Linked DNA regions of Rattus norvegicus: region 1 is linked to region 2. The links are chromatin contacts, called in public Hi-C maps. All regions are on one chromosome and are shown on one strand. The core of a region is the stretch at or near the end of the contact, and the rest is flanking DNA. Distances in the headings are between cores, read along the strand shown.

The links. A called contact is a pair of places that touch in the nucleus more often than the background predicts.
Region 1: a Hi-C map of psoas muscle shows a contact between it and region 2, with 2.0 times the contacts expected there. The contact joins two enhancer-like sites. A contact is called at or near these places in 2 of 12 Hi-C or Micro-C datasets (liver and psoas muscle).

What each region holds. Positions count from the first base shown.
Region 1 is chr20:33,304,890-33,309,212 of GRCr8, forward strand. No RefSeq gene overlaps it. Among named protein-coding and RNA genes, the nearest start is that of Cep85l, 84 kb to the left of the region's middle. Within about 2 kb of position 1,967, at least 2 of the 93 cell types and tissues checked have an H3K27ac peak or open chromatin away from gene starts, as enhancers often do.
Region 2 is chr20:33,241,404-33,246,160 of GRCr8, forward strand. It overlaps a transcript of Cep85l not described here. Among named protein-coding and RNA genes, the nearest start is that of Cep85l, 21 kb to the left of the region's middle. Within about 2 kb of position 1,263, at least 12 of the 93 cell types and tissues checked have an H3K27ac peak or open chromatin away from gene starts, as enhancers often do.

The DNA.
Region 1 (4,323 bases), core at 717-3,216, 64 kb after region 2:
TTGGAGCTCACTGGCCACCCAGTCTAGCTGATGAACTTCAGATTCAACGAGAGAGAGAGCCTTCTCAAAAAAAAAATAGAGGTGGGGGGTATTAATTAAGGAAGATCCTGAATGTCAATCTCTACCTCCCATAAGCATGCACACATATGTAGGCATATACAGGTTCAACTTCTCTTCAGGTCAATATTCTATTCATAAAGAAACAAGGCATAGTATCGTGCCTAGAATCTCAACACTCCGGAAGGCGAAGGGGAAGCTCCCAGGAAGGACAGGTTTGAGGTTAGTTTGACTGGCTACGTAGTGAGATCCTGTCCAAAGGAAAAAAATTAACCACAAAAATTCCAGGCTTATTCAAGGGACCAGGTCAAGACCAGCAAAATAACAAAAGAAATATTTGAACTTGCATGGAGGGAGAGGTTGTTTCCTACTCACGTGTTCTGAAGTTTCCCTGCGTAAAGATCATTTTTTGAGGTGGATACAGGCTAACAATTACGTGAACAAATACCAAGGAAGATAAAACCTAATTGAATTTGCCAATGTTTCCGTACAGTTATATAATCTGTTCCACAGATTCCTTCTAAATCACAGGAGGCACTAAGAAGCAGTGTGAATTATAATTATAGAACCTGCAATTTTACGATGATTTCTGGTTTACAAACTCAGGACATACTTCATCTGGTTCTTAGCATTGCCCAGCAGAGTAGCAGGGGGTTCCTTTTCAAATGAATAAATGCTTTCAGGGAACTTTATCACTCGGTGAAAACAAACCAGCCCCTCCCCCCAAAAAAAATCCACCAGATTTACAGTGATAAGGAATCCCTAGGTCTCAATGCATTATGCTTTATCGGTATACCAATAGTAAATGCAAGCTACTAATAATGGATTTGGTTTTAATGAATAAATGTTTAATTGTCATCTGTGAGGAGGAGACTCTTGGCTGATAGGATGTTTGCCCTGCTGGAGCTCTGGAAGTTGACCATGTTCCCAATCTGGCTTGTTTGTCTGGGTCTACCTCTAAGCTGGACCCAGATTTAATTCAAATATGGGGGTATTGTTATAAAAATACTGGCAGCAAGTTCAACAATCTGGTTCTTATTTTGGGTCTGCAGCTTAGTCTAATGAGCATAGCTTGGAATCCGATCTTTCGGTCAATCAAACAATATAATTGATCCTAAAATAGTTTAAGGCATTGTATTAGGACGATAGGGAATCCTAGAAAGGCATTTACTACCCACCGACCCACTCATATATCCAGACTTTAAAGTCATGGGTGTTGCAAATATGGGTTGCTGCTAGGAAGTTGCTCATAAGCCCGTGAGGGACAGGAACACAGACACACATTAGTAAAGACAACTTTAACATTGGTGCTCTGTGCAAAGCAGTCCTAGTTTCAGGAACAAACTCTGAGAAGAGCCCCTGAAAACTTTTAAGAGTCAATGAGGTTAGGGGATGGGGAGATAGGAGAGCGGACTTGCTTTATAAGAAGAAAGAAAAAGAAAGACAGAGCCAAGATACAAAGGCAAGCATCACTCGTGCCCTCCGTCAGCAGAACCAAGAGAGAGACCGCAAACCTGAAACCACATCTGTCATCTTCACACCATCCACTACAAACTCTCAAGTGAGCACTGCTGTGACGGGAGAGGTTGGCAAGGCTGTTGGACCAGCAGCAGAGGCCACTGCCGTGACGTAGGCTGAGTAGACCACGCACTTGAGCCTGAAGCCTCTTTATGAGGAAAGAAAGGAAGCGGATGTCTGGTTTCTATGTCCTCCTTAAGGAGAAGGGCCGATTCAACAGGACTGACAACCTCCAAGAACGATCGAAGGGAATACTTAGAAAAATCCCTTAGTTGGGAAGCAAGTGTTATACCGAGGTCCGGTGTGTTTACCCTCTAATCCTGCACCTGGGAGGGGTTGGGGATGTCCTGGACTTTTCTCTGTATTCTTTTCTACTTCCTGTTGGGGAAAAGCCTGACTCCTAGTGGTTGGGGTTTGGTATTTACAGACCTTTGGAATTAGCTCAGGGAACAGAACCACCGTGTGTGTGGGGGGCACACGGGTGCGAGCACTTTGCTGTTTACAGCATTCAAAATGAAACACAGAATCTGGTAGATATAACCATGGAATGCATTAGAGCAGGATTTCTCAACCTTTCTAATTCTACAACTCTTTTATACAGTTCCTCATGATGTTGTAACCTCTAACCATAAAATTATTTCATTGTTACTTCATAACTATTATTTTGCTACTGTTATGAATCTTAGTATACATATCAGATATGCAGGATTCCTAGTATGTGACCCACAAGGGAGTCCTGGCTCACGTTGAAAACTGCTGCATTAGTGCGACTCCTCTATACCGTGAAAATAGTGCAGAACAGAGCTGCCCCAGAGAGACAGTGAGCCACGTACATATTTCAAATTTTGCAATAGCTACATTTCTTGAAAGCAAGAAAAATACTAAACTAATCAAACAAACAAAAAAACAGCAAAAAAACAGAAAAATTAATTTTCTGAGGATGTTTTATGAAACACCAGAAGTCTAAATACTTTCCCTTTCAATATCTAATTTGCATATAAAAGAATTATATGATCTGTTCACAACCCCACTGCCCATTTTACCATTTGTTGTGACTGGCTCACGGCAAATCCTCAGAAATCACAGAACTAAGAGCTACCCTGAGAGGTCTGCCCTTTCTTCTTCAGGGAACTGTGGAAGGGTAGTGGCAAGGTGAGATTTGTATTCAAAAGACAAGTTTTTCCTTAATATTTAAACATTGTTTTATTATTTACTTTGAGGGGGTGGCACCTGCATGCCACAGGATGGGAGGTCTGAGGACAACTGAGGTCAGTTCTCTATTATTATCTGGTTCCCAGGGACCCAACTCAGGTCACCAGGCCTGATGGCAAGTGATAAGCACCCTTACCCACCGAGCATTCTCACAGATCCTGGATGCCTGTTCTTAAGTTTGAGGAGGAGACAAGATTGCAGGCTGGACAATGAGGCCAGAACCAACGCTAAGAAAGTACATGCAGGGGAATTCTGGTTCCCAATAGGGAGCTGCAAAGCTGACTGTGTGGGTAGAAAGATGTTAGAATCCAGTCAAAAAAAGATAGGCACCTCCTTCCATGCAATAAGGCAGCCCGAAAGCCAAGTCTCTGCCCCGGAGTGGACCTGTTAGTGAGCCTTGGAAAGAACCTTCCAGACCTACGGAGTATCTGTCCCATGCCAGGCTTTCATCCAGATGCTGTGGAAACAGCAAGGAACAAAAGAAACACCAGTGCTTGCCATGAGATGACTGATCTTCCGGGGCTACCAGGCAAAGAGGTCCAGAGAGGCAGCACTATTAGGGGGCACTGATTGCAAACAGCTTTGGTGAAAACGGGGAGCAATTCCGGCATCCAAAAGCTCGGGGGAGAGATCACAAAAGCTGAGCCAATGTGAGGTAAGGGAGGTGGAGTGGGCACAAACTATCAAAGGAGCTCTTGTGCGGTGAAGAGACGAAGCACAGACTGAGGTCCATGCTTGCTGCCCTCTGCCTCAGAGCCTCGCAAGCATTCTCGCGTGTACGAATACGCTCACCATTAGAATACTGTGGAGCCAGGTTCTGAAGCACGAAAAAGGAGCATGAGTCTGGGGGCCCAAACCGAAAGAACAGCTTGTTGCTATTCAGAAGCAACCTTTTAAAAATAAGTATTTTCTAATGATAGTTACTACAAAAATAGCATCTGAGGTCAAAACAAGCCCGAGGGTGGTCATGTATTCTCTCGGGGTATTCTGTAAGGGAATAGGAAAAGTCTTTTTTTTTTTTTCCCTTCCTCCTCCAACTCCTTTGTCCTTTCCACCTACTCCTCCCTCCATAGTATCTTAGTAGCTAAGGCAGCACCCGCAATGGCCTCTCTAGCTTTAGACGGCCGCTTACAGAGCTTTCCCCCTGGTTCGACTATATACAGGAGGCTTGGTGTGCAGAAGGTCCCAGGCAGCAGACATGTCTGAGACTCTGGGAGCAGCTAGTCCTGGGACGCCTAATGAGTAGCTGGGGGTTCGGAGAGCAGGCAGCATCCTATCAGTACTGACGGGCAGACATGTTTGTGTACGTTGCCTCCCTTTGACGCACAGGACAGTTCCTAGCCTCTAGAACAATGAGAACTACGTAAAGAAGGCTGTAGACTGATGCTCCCCTCCAGCTTCTCTGCCCATTCCCCTTCGTTTATTTCACAAATACTTTAATAAAGACAGAACTAGCCTTAAAGAATTGATTAGGGACCAATGGCCAGTCACAAAAAAAAGAGGCATTTTGGGTGGCTGGTTCATTTCCCAAGTCTC
Region 2 (4,757 bases), core at 13-2,512:
CCAATAATACTGAGTTCCTCAAGGAATTATATTGGTAGATAAGAAATGAATAAGTACGGGCTGGAGAGATGGCTCTGGGGTTAAGAGCACTGACTGCCCTTCCAGAGGTCCTGAGTTCAATTCCCAGCAACCACATGGTGGCTCACAACCATCTGTAATGGGATCCAGTGCCCTCTTCTGGTGTGTCTGAAGACAACTAAAGTGTACTCATATGCACAAATAAATAAATCATAAAAAAGAAATAAATAAGTAAATAACCTTCTAATCTCCCCTTTAAGAAGCTGGGCACTGTTGATCATCTCATCTGAGCCACCTAGGGAGAAATTCATAATGCCTGTCAGGAGAGGAGAATAGCATGCCCCTAAATAGAACAGCTCCTCAACTGGATAGGGATAAAAGACAATTTAGATGCCAACCTGTAGGCCTGGGACCTCGAAGGAGCTTTAACACTATTATAAGGGGACCCAGAGTACCCTCAAACCCACTTACCTGTACCCTGCATATGGTGGCTTGCACCCATATGTATATCCAGTCTTAAAATGAGTGATTTGTGTGTGTGTGTGTTGTTGTTGTTGTTATTGTTGAATTCAGTCTGCCTTTATAAACATTGCTGAATCATGAGGCTGTGTTTTAACATATGTATTTCCTCAGTAACCTCTTACCACAAGTACTATTATGTAGAGATCAGTGAATTTTTGTTGTTAAGAACTAGATCACAATTAGAAACTTGGGGACCATCTGTTTGAGGCTAAAATAAAAAAGAACACAGTAATATGAGGGTAGGAAATAATTATTTTAACACATATTTTGCATCAGTTGCTGTTTTTCTAGTTTAACGTTGTATAGCTAATCAATGCCTTTTGTTTTGCGTGTCGGATGGCCACTAATTATCTGGCTTATTATGTGTGGTCAGATCATCGATTCCCCAGAAAAACCACCCCGTTGCTGTTGCACAGCTCGACATCCCTCCTAGATGATGTCATCCTCAGGAGTCAAGTTTCTGGCTAGGGGAGCAGATTTGCAGAAGTAAATAAACTGGAAATAAAACCATGAAACGTTAAAGAGACATGCAAATTTACACAGCACATGAGTAATAGTCTCCGCTATGAAGTGTCTCTTAAAAATATAATATCCGGTCAAACTGACCCAGGGAATTGAAACGGTAAACAGCAAAGAGAAAAGCTATCAGCAACACCATCTAGGAACGGAGGTAAAGATACCCTCCCTGTTAGCCCCAAAGGAACAGCTGTTCCCTTCTCTCAAAGCAAACCATGCACAGCACGTCTCTGCTTCCTGCGCTCCTACCAACTCAGATCTGCTTTTGAGGAGTAAGCCAGACACACAGCCGCTGGTGATTATGGGAACTTCAAAAAAACACATCAACTTCAACAGGCCCTGCTTGAGGTCTGCTTTAGATCTCTGGCAATCTTCCATTCCCAGTCCGAGTACCCAGCCCCTCCCCCAACCCCATCCTCCTACCCCACCCCCCCCTTCCCCATTCCCTACCCCCTGGCCCTTTCTCATATTAAATGCTTTGTTAGATGAAACCTGGGGACAATGGGAAGCATCTGGGAAAGAAGCCTAATGTTTCCATCTGGAAATGTTACCTATTTAAAAATAATAACCCGGAAGATGTAAGCAGATTCGTTAGAAATCCCCCTCCCCCACCTCAGCAGTCCCTATGAAAAAAGTATCTTTTGAAATCAGAATTTGAAGTCTCCTGTTGGTGAATTACCAAAGGCCTTTGTACCTGCAGCCGACCCGTGCTTTGATTTCTGGAGACAGACTGTACTCTCCACAGAAACCAAACTCCCAATCCCACGTAGAGGCTTAGAGGCAGACTATAGGGAAGAACGGCATAGTTCAATTTGGTTCAGAACAGTAGAGCTGTACACAGACTTGATCACCTCACCTCCCTGTGTCACACCAACTTCCTCATCCATAAAAGTGAAAGGATCACCCAGAGGACACAGCCAACTTCACACACATGAAATACAGCCATGGGTGTTATACCAGTGTTTCAGCAGATGAAGTAGCTGAAACATGGAATGGTGATCCGGTAAAATGGATGGAATGGTTCTTTATGACCACTGACACGGTGCTTGTCACATATTTCAGCCAGGATATCGCTAATGCTTGTATGAACCCGGGTAAGCAAAACCAACACTCTGATAACTGTAAGCTCACAGCCTAAACCCCTATGAGTGGTGCATAATGCTTTACAATGAGCGGCTATCTGCTGGTTCGTCCTGCTAACATCATATGTTTTATCCTTGTCTCACAGCACATCACACGCACATACACATGCACATATATTACACATAGTGTAGTAAACATAGTATAGTAACTATACTATTTTATATAATACATGATATATACTATATAATTGTAAATATTATATTCTATACTGTATACCATATATTATATGCTATACTATTAAATGTACTATATATTATACATACCATGCAATTATATAATACATATAATATATAACAATTATATAATTTATATATATGTTAACGCTATATTTTTTCAAGTTTACTGAATACTACTTATATATAAGTGTGTGTGTCTATGTGTGTATGTAAGAGTAATTAAAGAAAAAGAGGCCATGACATTGAGACAGAAAAGGTATGTTGGAGGAGTTAGAGGAGAAAAAGGAAAGGAAGAAATGGTATGATTATCTTTTAATTTCAAAAAATAAAACAAAATGGAAAGTTCACTTAAATCATATTGCACCAGCAGCAGCAGCCTCGTATGTCTTGTGTTTACCATGTCCCTTCATCGCGTCAAGAGGCCACCCTGAGTGACATGCTTGTCTCTTCTAGGTTTGCAAAAGCTTGTGCTCCTGTGTTCACATGAGAACACAAGGGCCTAATGGTAAATTCGTGGAATGCAGACTTGTTCCTCACTGAACCACACACAGCTGTACTAAGTAGAAGACTAGGGAAAGAGTAACAACTGTGAATACGGCCACTGGCTACTTTCCAGTTCCTCGCTCTCCCTGCTGACAAGTCAGGAATTCATCAAAGGCTTGGAGACAGATGATCTCCTCACCACCTTCATGGAGGACTTTACCGTGAGGCTTTAGTAAATGGAAGCTAGATGTGGCACAAGCAGAGGTGGTCGTTGTCTGTCTTTACTTCTTGAGGCAAGAGCTCGCTCTGCCGCCTAGGCTGTCCTGGAACTGAGAATGTAGCCCAGGCTGGCCTCTTCACAGTACAGCCATCCTTATGTCCCATCCTCTTGACTGCTGGAGGAAGAGACTTTTTTTAAAGGTGTTTTTTCATTGGTTTTGCTTTTTGCAGTCTACTGACTAGCTAGCCACTGATTTAAGGATGGGGAGAGAAAATAGAAAACTGACCAGCACCTTGAAAGAAAAATGTTTGCCGTGCTAAGCTTCTAAAATTGGCGCATGGTTGTTACTCAGTACGGTTGCAACCAAAACCTGTCTGTACAATGAACTGCCCACTCCTCCTTTTCGGTGCGTTCTATCCAACAGTGCGCATGCTGATCTCAACACTTCTCAAGGCTGTGTTGGCATCATCCGAATGTTTCAGGTTGTCTATGGAAATAAGCCAGTCAGTTGGGAGAATGCTCTCCTTTAACACGACCAGTGGGGCTGGTCACAACCGGGAACCCGTGTTTTGTTCCTACAGTTGTCTTTGAGGACAGGGTGGGGAGAGTTGAGCCAGGGTCTCGTCCTGCAGCCCAGGCTGGCCTGGAAATCACTATAAAGCCCAGACTGGGCTCAAACTTGGGGCCAACCCTTAACCTTTTGCCTCAGCATCCCAAGTGCTGTGATTTCAGGCATGGACCACCATACTTAGCTCATAACATTATTATATGAGTATCTCCTTCAATCTTTTCAACAACAGGCTTAAAATACATACAATTGTGTTCAGTAAAATGAAAATTTCTAATTTTAATTAGTATGGTGGAGACAAAGGTTTAATTTCACGGCTGATCCACCTACTCTGACTCCCAGCATTTGGCAAGTAAAGGGCAGTCAAACCTTGTAGTGAGACTCTGTCATGATACATAGATAGATAGATAGATAGATAGATAGATAGATAGATAGACTTAAAACTTTTTCTTTACCAAAATTAGATACCCTTTCTTTTAGTTACTCAAGTAAGGGGTTTTTGGTTTTGTTTTAAAGATTTTTTTTATTTGTTTATTTATTTATTTACTATGAGTACACTCTAGCCATCTTCAGACACACCAGAAGAGGGCATCAGATCTCATTACAGATGGTTGTGAGCCACCATGTGGTTGCTGGAAATTGAACTCAGGACCTCTGAAAGAGCAGTTGGTGCTCTTAACCGCTGAGCCATCTCTCCAGCCCTTGTTTTTGTTTTTTATATTTACTGAATACCTACTAGGTGCAATGAGCAAGATAAAAATGAGTAAGGTATTTTAATATGCTCAAGGAACTCATGTATATAAGTAGCGTCTCAATTATGAGAGACTTGGTGTCCTCTCTGCCTCATTTGCACTATAGCTGTTGTGATTTGATTGGAAAATATTCCCCACAGGCTCATATATTTGAAAACTTGGTGCCCAAGTGATGGCGTTGTGTTGGAAGCTTGTGGACCTTCTAGGAGGTAGAGCCTAGCTACAGGAAGTGTGTTATGGGAGTGGGAAGGCTTGACATGTAGCCTGACCACATTTCCTGTTCTCTATCTGGGAACACATTGGGGCCAGTTGTTGTCATGCTACTCTCAACCAGACCTTCCCTGCCCATTCATGGATTT